3 separate regions of the Sus scrofa genome follow, and all the other regions are linked to region 1. A link is a contact called in public HiChIP or PLAC-seq data. All regions are on one chromosome and are shown on one strand. Each heading gives the region's core, a stretch centred on a gene start, on an enhancer-like site or on the middle of the called end of the contact. The rest is flanking DNA. Distances are from core to core; before and after follow the strand shown.

Region 1 (3,427 bases), core at 342-2,841:
TTTTGGTCTCAAGCATGAAACAGTATATCCTTGAGCATACTGGTACTTCCTACACAATAAAGAGCAACTACATTATCAAACTGGAAACAAAGGGCACTAACAGGAAAGTGAATAATCCAACACAAGGCACTGCTGTGCTGATGATTATTTCTATTAAATCTAATGATTACAAAAACTCAACTGAACTTGATCTTATAATCATCAGTAACCATAAGATTAGCCTGTTAAAAGCTTTAATGTACGGAGATATGACAAAATGTAATTTTAAACGCAGTGACTTTTCATTTTGGCTGTTGAAAGGAAAGGATTAAATAGTGGATGAATGACTGTCAACTGAAATCTACAAATGTCACTATTACTAATGTATTATAATGACTTGCTGTATTTCCCTATACCAAGAGTACAACCCCATCCTGTTTTCTTCTTTACTACCACTTGCTTTCATCTTTGAAATTACTTCAACTTAAGTGATAAGAGGTCCATTATTTTAAGGAATTTGTGATGGTCTGAGGTACCAACCTGCAATTCATTTACTGCTATATATCAGTTCTTCAGGTTTTCCATTAAATATGTTAGAGAAGTTAATAAGACTTTATTGGTCAATAGTGCTCGGCCATTTAATCAAATAATTAATTAGCAGTTCTTTGTACACAGCATCAGAATACATTTTTTTTAATGAATTACAGGTCAAGGGTATATCTTTTTCAATTTAAAATTACATTATTTCTTTGCAGTATTCTTTTTTTACATCAACAGTATTAAAAGTTGATGTGTAGAAGATCGATTTTTCCTTAACTCAGTTAACCAAAATTTACTGAATATCTACTGCATTCTCTCTCTTATATTTTGAGCTGGGAATACAAACTGAATAAGACTAAGTTTGCCCACCGAAGGATGAGTGTACAGGAGAGAGACGTGTGCCTAGATAGTCCACTTAAAATGAAATGAGATAAATAATGTGGGGACAGGCTGCATGAGAGAATCAAGGAGAGGTGCATAGTTCCTTCTAAAAGAGTCAGGAAATTCTGAATCGTTGAACAAATTCTGAGTGATGACAAGGGAGAGCTCAATAACATGAAGCAGGAGAGTGCCAGGAATGCATACACAAAGGCAAGCAGCCTTGACACCGTTTGGAAAGTGGCAGCATCCACTCTGGAGGCAGACAGCCTGGGTTCGACTTTGGGCCATTACTTAAACTCTCTGTGCCTCAGTTCCCTCAAGTATGGAAAGGGCATAATATGAACATCTACTTTTAAGAGCTGTTACGCAAATGAATGAGTTATTTTTTTGTAAATTTCATTGTAAGAGCAATTTAAATATTTGCTATTATTAGACTTGGAGTGCAAGGGTTCTTGATGGCAGTGGCAGAAGGTAAGAAGGAGTTTAAGAGAGCAGGGATGGCCAGAGATAAGAGGCTCATGGTTAATACCGAAAGAGCTGGGAAACCGTTGCTGGATGTTATGCATCTGAATGATGACCTACAACTGGTTTGAGGTTTTGAGAAAGACTAAGGAGTCATAGGAAGGCTGCAGTGGGATGCAGTGTCAAGCTGGGAGATGAATTAGGGATCTCTGGAAATAGTTCTGGAGTGTTGCCATGAGCCTGAGCCAGGACAGTAGGATAAGAACGGGAAGAAGGGGGTAGGGTTAAGAAGCACCTTGGAGGCAAAGACTTGGTGACTTACTGGATGATGGAAAGACTGGATGGAAAAGTTTCTATACTTTATGTTCAGATGGTCTCTTGGTAGTTATAAGAACATAATACATTTCAAATGTACTTCCTTTCCTCATGAGACTATACTGTTTTTACAAGATGACTAGATTTTGAAAAAAATTATAGACTGAAAAGTATGGAACTTAAACGCAGAGTCTTGCCACCTGACCTCAGAGTTTCTATCTGAGACCTTGAATTTCAATGACAATATTCAAAATTTTGAGGGTATCTTTTGGCCATTTTGCTTTAGTTTTATTTTTTGAAAGTGTAGAGACACTCTGACTGGCCTTGTTTCCCCTGGTGTTATGTGATTCTCTGACTTCAGCACTGATGCATTCGTCTTTGACATATGATACTGGCTGGCATGAGAAAGAAGGGGAAGACGGCCGAGCCTGTGAGCAGGACGAGACAGCTAAGCTCAAGACTCAGTGGCATCTGCAACAGGTGTTCTGTGGGACCAGAGTTAGAAAGGGCTTCTTCCTCTATTTTTAAAAAGTGGAGAAGTAACTCTTTCATAACTATATGGAAAACTGTGAAAATTACATGTGGATGGCTATAGGATACAATCATCAAGATATAATGTTTATCATCACCTGAGTGGAGCCCTTGAGTGTCTTTGTTTTGATTTATTTCTATTTTTGAAGCAGAAGATTTCTCGTGCCTATGGCAAAGGTCCTGAAGGAGCTTATAAGATATTTTTTTAGTTCAATGACGCTATTGCCTACGTATGGCTAACTTTTATGCTTAGAAGATTGTGTGTCTTCTCTGTCCCCAGAGGGCCATTTAACTTAGCAGACTGTCAGGGAATTGAAAATGACAGCATAATTGAACAACAACACTTATTTTCAATACAGAATTCTAAAGTGTTCTAGCTATTAAGCAGGCCACTTTTATCAAATATGAGTAACCCATTTCCCCCAGCCCCTATTTTTTTAAGTACTTTTAATACTTTCATCAGCACTACTGGTTGTTCTCATATGAGCAGGTAAATGGATGCACTGAGATAGTGGAAAAATATCATAACATCTAAATTATTTTTCTCATCTACATTGTTTCGGTCTTTGTGACCCAATTATCAGCCCCCCATCCTTTCTAGCTGTAGTGTTTGGCAAAAACTTGAATCCAAGATACAATGGTCTAGCTTTGATCTGGTTCTGTAATTTTCAGGCTACAAACCATGGAGTATTTTGTTTTGTTTTGTTTTGTCTTTGTAGTTCCACACCTGTGGTAAACGGAAGTTCCTAGGCTAGGGGTCCAACCAGAGCTACAGCTGCTGGCCTACGCCACACCCACAGCAACATAGGATCTGAGCCGCTTCTGCAACCTACATAGCTCATGGCCATGCCAGATCCTTAACCCACTGAGCGAGGCCAGGGATCAAACCCACATCCTCATGGTTACTAGTCTGATTCATTACCACTGAGCCACAACAGGAACTTTCCATAGAGTATTTTTTTGAAGGAAAAAAATAGGCACTTTGATTAAATGTCCAGCAAAACAGTATCTTCAGTTTACTCATTCATTTGACTCTACCTAACTTTTATTTATTTATTTATTTATTTATTTATTTTTTATATAATGATTTTTTCCCCCATTATAGCTGGTTTACAGTGTTCTGTCAATTTTCTACTGTACAGCATGGTGACTAGTTACACATACATGTATACGTTCTTTTTTCTCACATTATCATGCTTCATCATAAGTGACCAGACAT
Region 2 (3,427 bases), core at 326-2,825, 170 kb after region 1:
TCCCCGTTTTCCTGTGAACACCTTTAAGTTGGACTAAAAAAAAGTAATTGAATTTCAACCACATGTGTAACTTTCAATTTTAACTGTTTTTATAAATAGAGGATAAACTAGATGTTTAAAATAAATTTTGGTACAGAGGTCCTGCCTTTTTACCTCTACATTATTATCTTTGACACTCAGCTAAGCTCTAGTCTGGAAGTATCAAAGCCCAGCTAGAAGGTGGAAGAAGGGTACCAGACCCATGGAATGTGTCTTTTAGAAATAGTGGCCATTCAGAAAAGGAAGCTGTTGATATTATCCCAAGTGTAGGATTACATGAAGATAAACTGCTATTGGGTGGGAAAAGACTGATACCTTAAGCATTTCAGAGTAGTTTTTTAAACCATAGAACACATTGAGCCTTTCCCTGTAAGATTTTTAACTAGCAACCAGCAAAAAAAATAAAAAAAATAAAAAAAATAAAGGAAAAAGGAAAGAGTGAGGGATATCTGGGGAATGAAAGAGGAAATAGCAAACCTACACCACAGCTCATGGCAATGCCAGATCCTTAACCCTCTGAGCAAGGCCAGGGATTGAACCCGCAACCTCATGGTTCCTAGTTGGATTCGTTAACCACTGAGCCACGATGGGAACTCCTACCATATAAATTTTTATATAATATTGAATAGATTTCCTTGTGCTCTCCAGTAGTTCCCTGTTGATTATTTTATATATAGTATTGTGTGTATATTAATCCCAAACATAATTTATTTCCCCCCCATGCACCTTTCTCCTTTGGTAACTGTATGTTTGTTTTCTATGTTGTGAGTTAAAACAGAAATATTTTACAGAACATTATGGATGTACTGGGTTAAATATAAATTTATTAAGATTATTTCATCTGTTTCCATTTACTTTTTCTTTTTTGGTTTTTTTGTTTGTTTGTTTGTTTGTTTGGCTTGCCTATGCCATGTGGAAGTTCCTGGGCCATGAATTGAATCCATACCACAGTGTCAACCTAGGCCTCTGCAGTGATTGCCAGGTCTTTAACTCATTGCACCACAAGGGAACTCCTCTACTTACTTTTTAATATGGGTACTGGAAAATTTAAAATTACCTATGTGACTTGCATTTATGGCTTGTGTTATATTTCTATTGCTGCTCTAGGCACCTCATCCAGTACTTTTCCAGAAAAATAAAGGGAAGGAAAACAGGAGGGAGAACTGGGTATCATGGAATTTGAAGCATTCTTTCTTTAACTGTCTCTGTTTTGTTCATTTCAATTCAATTCAATTAAAAAAGCTATTGAATAGCTAATATTTATGAAGATGGTTCTAGGCAATATGTTCAGCATCTTTTGAGGAGGGGGGAAAAGGATCATAACAGGGTGAGAGGATGTCTTTTCTGGACTTTTCTAACCAGATCCACATGAGAGGAAGCCCAGAAAAGATTCCCTCATTAGATCTGTTCTGACGGAACTGTTAAGTCGTGCAAATGGGCAGAACCTGAGATTTTCCTGTCTGGGTGGCTACACTGATCTCACACACCCAAGGGCATTTCAGAGCAGGTGCAGGAAGGGAGGCTGTGCTGTCTGTCATGCGGCCTGTCCAAGCGGATTCCACCCACACGGGGGAAGACCTTGGCCGAGGACAAACGTGTGAAGCACATTAAGGAAGAGCGGTATGAAAAACACAGCTCAGAGTAGGAGTGAAGGAAATGTTGAGAAACTAATGAACCATAAGATCTCTGTAATCGTCTCTTAATAGGCACATTGTTGAATAACACCGGTGTGTGTGCTAGGTTAGCTGTAACTTGCTACATCCGTTTTCAAGAGCTGCATGGCAGTGCGCACCTAATTCTTTGGAGGAGAGGACTGAACTCACTGTTGTCACTTCAAGCACACCCTAGTAATTATTGCCACAGATCCCAGTCTCAGAAAATATTAATATTTTTACAGTAACAGTTTTCAAAACCTGGAGTGCAACAAAAGAAAATTGAACTACTATTGCAGTTTTTCAAGGTTTGAGTGGAAGGGGGGAAATCGACTTGTGTTTTTTTTTTTTTTTTTTTTAACGAAATTCCACTTTTAAAATTCTGGATCTATTTGAAATCTGTCATTTAAAAATTAATAACTGTTTTCCTTTAACGCAGTCTGTGTAAAGAAACCGAATCCACTTCTGAACAGTTCTCCTGCCTTCCCAGATACATGGAAATTCACTACTGTTGCTGACAAACAAAATGCCACAAGATTTGTCATACAAATCACATTATAAGAGGTTCCAAAAACTTGACAACGTTGACAGTTGTTTTCAGCAAATGGCTGCTTTACTCTGTACTGTCAATGTTGATGTCCTTGTGCACATGTAAAAGAGCAATGTGATTAAGGCAAGCTTGTCCACGCTATATCTGAGCCAAGTTTTCCGTCTCCGCGTGGCACTGAAAGATTGCTCAGCTGTTGCAGATAAGGCAGGAATAGCTAGCAGATTTCTGCCATTTAAAAAAAAAAGAAAAAAAAAAACGTTCTCTGGGCATGCATTTCTGTAGGAATTTACCAACATCTGCTGCTGACCTAAAGTTTTCAGTAGAAGTGGCATATTTAATTTGTATAAGTAATTCACAACGGCATTGGTCAAGCCCTATTTCCTTTGAAGATGATGGGTTGCATTCACCAGGAAGAAATGAGTTGAAGTTTAATAACATTTATATTCCCTAAATTGTCATTGTAGTTTCAGGCCTCATACTTTTTTTTGGCTCATCTTACATTTATTTTCTTCATGTTCTCTAAATTATATTTCGGCAGGGAAACTTTTTAGAAAGAAGAATAAAGAGCTGAGAGATTTTGGTGATTCCACAGAAGGCCTACACTTCACACTTATCTTTTTTTTATAGGCTCTCTGAAAATGTTTGATTTTTGGAAGCTAATTTATTCTGGGAGAATTTTGTAGTTGAATTTTAGTGTGATTTAAAATTATCATATGTGTTATCCTCAAAAGAACATATAGGATTTAGGTATTTCCCATTGTCAGGATAACTTCTGACTTGGGACAGGATTTATTTACCATTTTATTTACCGCTGCTCATTTTTGAAATTTATTCCGTTTGTTTATATTATTTTAATTTAGTTTCTTTTGAAATATGAATGCTCTTCAGGTAAAACTACAAAAAACTTAACTTAGTCCTGGCAATTCAAACCTGTCTTGTAATGCATTTGTTATTTGATTCATCTATTCTTATTCTTGGTCACCTTCTAGTACAGCTGCATGCTTTAACTGTCTGACTGGTCTTTGAAAATCTTAAGCCACATTCTTTGGAACAGTTGCTTCATGTTGGTTGAAATTCTCTGTGGCACTTTTTTCCATTCACAGGAGCCAACAGCCACCATAGCAGACACATAGTTTCCAAGAACTTAGGCATGGTTCATGATTCCTGAATCTCAACAATTTCTTAT
Region 3 (3,427 bases), core at 609-3,108, 140 kb after region 1:
AACATTTTATAATTTTTTATATTCTTTTTAACCCCTTTGGAAATAGCTAAATAGCTAATCAATACATTTGCTTGCATCTTTTCCATTTCCCTCCTTTTCTCCTTTTCTTTCCTTCATCTTTTCTGTGCCATCTCTTTATCTTCAGTTGTAAATTTTTTATTTTCATTTGTAAACTCAATAAAAACACATATGCATGCACACACACACACACACAGGTTATTAACAATCAGTTTTGCTTTGGGAAAGCTCCATTTTTCTGTTTCAGAATCATAGGATTTCATTAATAATATTTTTCTATTTATCTGAATCACTTCAAAATAAAATACTACTAACAAAGGAGCTTATTTCTAAACAATTAATGGTGTATGCTATAGACAGTATGGTCATAGAAAAGTTTCTATGATTATTTTTGTTATTAATCACTATAATTACTCTTTGATTACAATGATGATTAACTCACAGAGAATAAAGCGTGTGCTTATCTTTTTGATCTTCTATTTGCAAAGGATTTGTGTTCTTCCATCCACACATTCTCACCTCACCCTTACATAGCTGTGAGATTGTAGTTTATGAAGTCTATAGCCACAAAGTGACTCACACTGGAGAATAAAAGCCTGTGGTTTCCCTTACATTATCCCTAAGCTGCAACCTTTAAACTCCTTAGGTCAGTGATGATTAATTAAGTATTCTAAAACGTGAATGTGCATGCATACATACTTCTCATAATAAACACTTGTCTGTGCTCCTTTTTCATGACTTTCCCAAAGAGTCATTCAAGCCATTTTTCATATTTCAAGCTATACTATTTAGTGCTTGAAACTCAAGTAGAGCTTGACAATGATTTTTGGCTTGTCACTAGTACTGGGTGAGTCTTATCATTTGCCAATCCACATAAAATTAATTAAAATAAATGAACTACCTAAGCATGATTTTATCAGAAAGTAAATAACAGTGGACATAGAACATCCATATGTATCCATATGTTCACTTTGATTTTTCAGGACCTTAGATCCCTAAGTGCTGGTTGTCTGCTACTAGCAGGAGCAGGAGAACTGACCCTCTAAAAGAAGAGAAAGCTCTAGTGAGGATGGAACAATCCAGCACAGGGAACACTTCATCAGAGTGCCTCAGATTCAGATTCCTGGGCCTCGCCTCAGGGCCATTGAGCCACAATTGCAGGAATCTGCATTTTAACTAGCTTCTCTGTTGTTTCTTATGTATGTTTTGTTTGCAAGCCACTGCCTTAGTGCAGGGGTAAGCACAAAATCTGCAAAGTCCTAATTCTGTAACTCTACCTTTTCTCCATTATTCATTCCTGTTCTCCCAACTCAACAAGCTTTGTGGAACTTGTAAGTTAGTGAATGCCTTTCCAAACAGTAAGAATGAGAGTTCAGAATGGCACGAATTTTTCCATTGCTGGTCTTGGTTCATATTTTAAGACATACCACATGTATTCTGCCCATTGTAGTTGGAAAAGTGATAATGTAGGGACCCAATTCTCTTAAATTTCTGTACACTTCTTCATCTTCACTTCTCTAAGGAGTAGTGCTTATTTTTTCTTGGGTGGAATATGCTCCTTGGATCTCAGAATCCCAGCCTGTAAAATAGGCTCTGGATCCAGGAACCTCTACCTTAGTGACAGTTGGCCCACAAACACGTGCACTCAGTGATTGCTGGCTGCGGTGAGCCTAGGAGCCCTGCAGCCAGGACTAGCATTGTTCTTGATCACTTAGGATATGTGGCTTTTCATGAAAGAGTCTTTCAGTCAATACCAGTGTTCCTTATGACCTTGCAATTACCTCTATCTGCTGAGCAGTCACGAGGGGCCTTCACAACACTGGCATCCCAGGCAACACGGTGATCCACATTCCCAGCCTTTAACCTCTCTCCATACCCAGCTGCTGCCACTAACCTCTCTTGGATCCAGATATTTTTAACACCTCACATTAGGGGTTCTCTGCTGTGCCCAATTCTTGTTCCAGTGTTTCTTTGACATGAACAAATATATTCACGTGCTGGCTCACAGCAGTGAGTGTAGTGAAGGTTTTTTTCATTAAAAATTTTTCTCCTATTTTATAAAACCAAAAACATTAAATAACCATGAAGTCCTTTGTGTCAGCTTAGGCTTATAGAGCACTGAAAAGTTCAAAGCTATGTGTGGTAATATCATTTTGAGGGTAAGAGCTTTCTTGTTTTGTAACCAGGGTGCCCAAGTGGGAAAAATATGGCCAGCTGGTCTGTAGTGTATTACAAAGTGATTTTGTTTTGCTCTCTAATTTCATAGGTTAATATTGGTGTTTTAATTATTCGAAATGCTGATGTGATAGTCTACTTAGAGCAGTAGGGAGAGGCAGGGTATGCCTTTGCAGACAGGAACCCACCAATATGGCCCAGAGTCCTCTTGGGATTTCAAAGGCGGCAGAGGAAACTCCTTCTACTGGGTAACGAAAACTTCCTTTTCTATGATTTACACACAGCCCAGTAAAGAGTCTCATCCATTCAGGAGCCTCACAGAGGTTGCATGACTTGTTTCCAGTTATAAAATTACTAAGCAGTGAAAAGGAGACTACAGCCAAGCTGCCTACTTCTGCTCTGGTGTTCTTTGGACAGCAGTCAGTCTTCAACGCTAAGGAGAAAGCATTCATGATCCTTCAAAGGCAGATGAGGGACAAGTCATTGACCTTCACTAACACCCCTTTGAGATGCAGAGAAGTGACTGAATTTATTTGAAAGTCTTGTAATTTTTCATATTTTGCTTTGACACCTCTGTCTTTCCCAGTTGTTAGAAATGGATATTATTTACTGATTATTTTGCTTGCAATTGATTTGCATACTGTTATTTCATATTGTTAAATGGTTTGCTGATTAATGACTAATGTTGATTTGGACTAAATGTAATAGAAATTTATTTGTAAATTTAGATATATAATTTAGCTGCTAAATGGTATCATGGAGCTGTTGGAGGTGATTTTAGACTAATTCCTTGCAGGGAAACTCTGCCCATAATTTCCTCCCCTATCCTATATTAATGTTTTAAGCTCCCCTCTCTTTCTTTTTTTTTAAAAAAATTCATTTGCATGTCTGGATTTTTTTTTTTTTTGTCTTTTTGTCTTTTCTTGGGCCGCACCCGCAGGCATATGGAAGTTCCCAGGCTAGGGGTCTAATTGGAGCCGTTGCCAGCGGCCACAGCAACGCTAGATCCAAGCTGCGTCTGTGACCTACACCACAGCTCACGGCAACGCGGGATCCTTAACCCACTGAGCAAGGCCAGGGATTGAACCTGCAACCTCATGGTTCCTAGTCGGATTCGTTAACCACTGAGCCACGATGGGAACCCCTGCATGTCTGGATTTTAAAGTGAACATTCTCACAGGCAAATATTGCTCCAAAGCCCAGGGTTAACATAAATTATTTTAAATTCAGAATG

What was found. HiChIP or PLAC-seq counts read pairs in DNA pulled down with a chosen protein or histone mark.
Region 2: an H3K27ac HiChIP or PLAC-seq map of skeletal muscle shows a contact between it and region 1. The contact joins two enhancer-like sites.
Region 3: a contact with region 1 is called in an H3K27ac HiChIP or PLAC-seq map of skeletal muscle. The contact joins two enhancer-like sites. A contact is called at or near these places in 1 of 5 promoter capture datasets (fetal liver), 2 of 47 Hi-C or Micro-C datasets (heart right ventricle and skeletal muscle) and 1 of 2 datasets of contacts at active chromatin or transcription factors (skeletal muscle).

What each region holds. Positions count from the first base shown.
Region 1 is chr2:96,148,225-96,151,651 of Sscrofa11.1, forward strand. All of the region lies in intron 5 of MEF2C (myocyte enhancer factor 2C), which reads right to left. Among named protein-coding and RNA genes, the nearest start is that of MEF2C, 67 kb to the right of the region's middle. Within about 2 kb of position 1,592, at least 2 of the 83 cell types and tissues checked have an H3K27ac peak or open chromatin away from gene starts, as enhancers often do. A contact at or near this core is called in skeletal muscle, where this site is marked.
Region 2 is chr2:96,319,381-96,322,807 of Sscrofa11.1, forward strand. All of the region lies in intron 3 of LOC102159394 (a long non-coding RNA gene), which reads left to right. Among named protein-coding and RNA genes, the nearest start is that of MEF2C, 100 kb to the left of the region's middle. Within about 2 kb of position 1,576, at least 2 of the 83 cell types and tissues checked have an H3K27ac peak or open chromatin away from gene starts, as enhancers often do. A contact at or near this core is called in skeletal muscle, where this site is marked.
Region 3 is chr2:96,289,388-96,292,814 of Sscrofa11.1, forward strand. The region is part of intron 1 of LOC102159394 (a long non-coding RNA gene); the gene reads left to right. It also overlaps a transcript of MEF2C not described here. Among named protein-coding and RNA genes, the nearest start is that of MEF2C, 74 kb to the left of the region's middle. Within about 2 kb of position 1,859, at least 2 of the 83 cell types and tissues checked have an H3K27ac peak or open chromatin away from gene starts, as enhancers often do. A contact at or near this core is called in skeletal muscle, where this site is marked.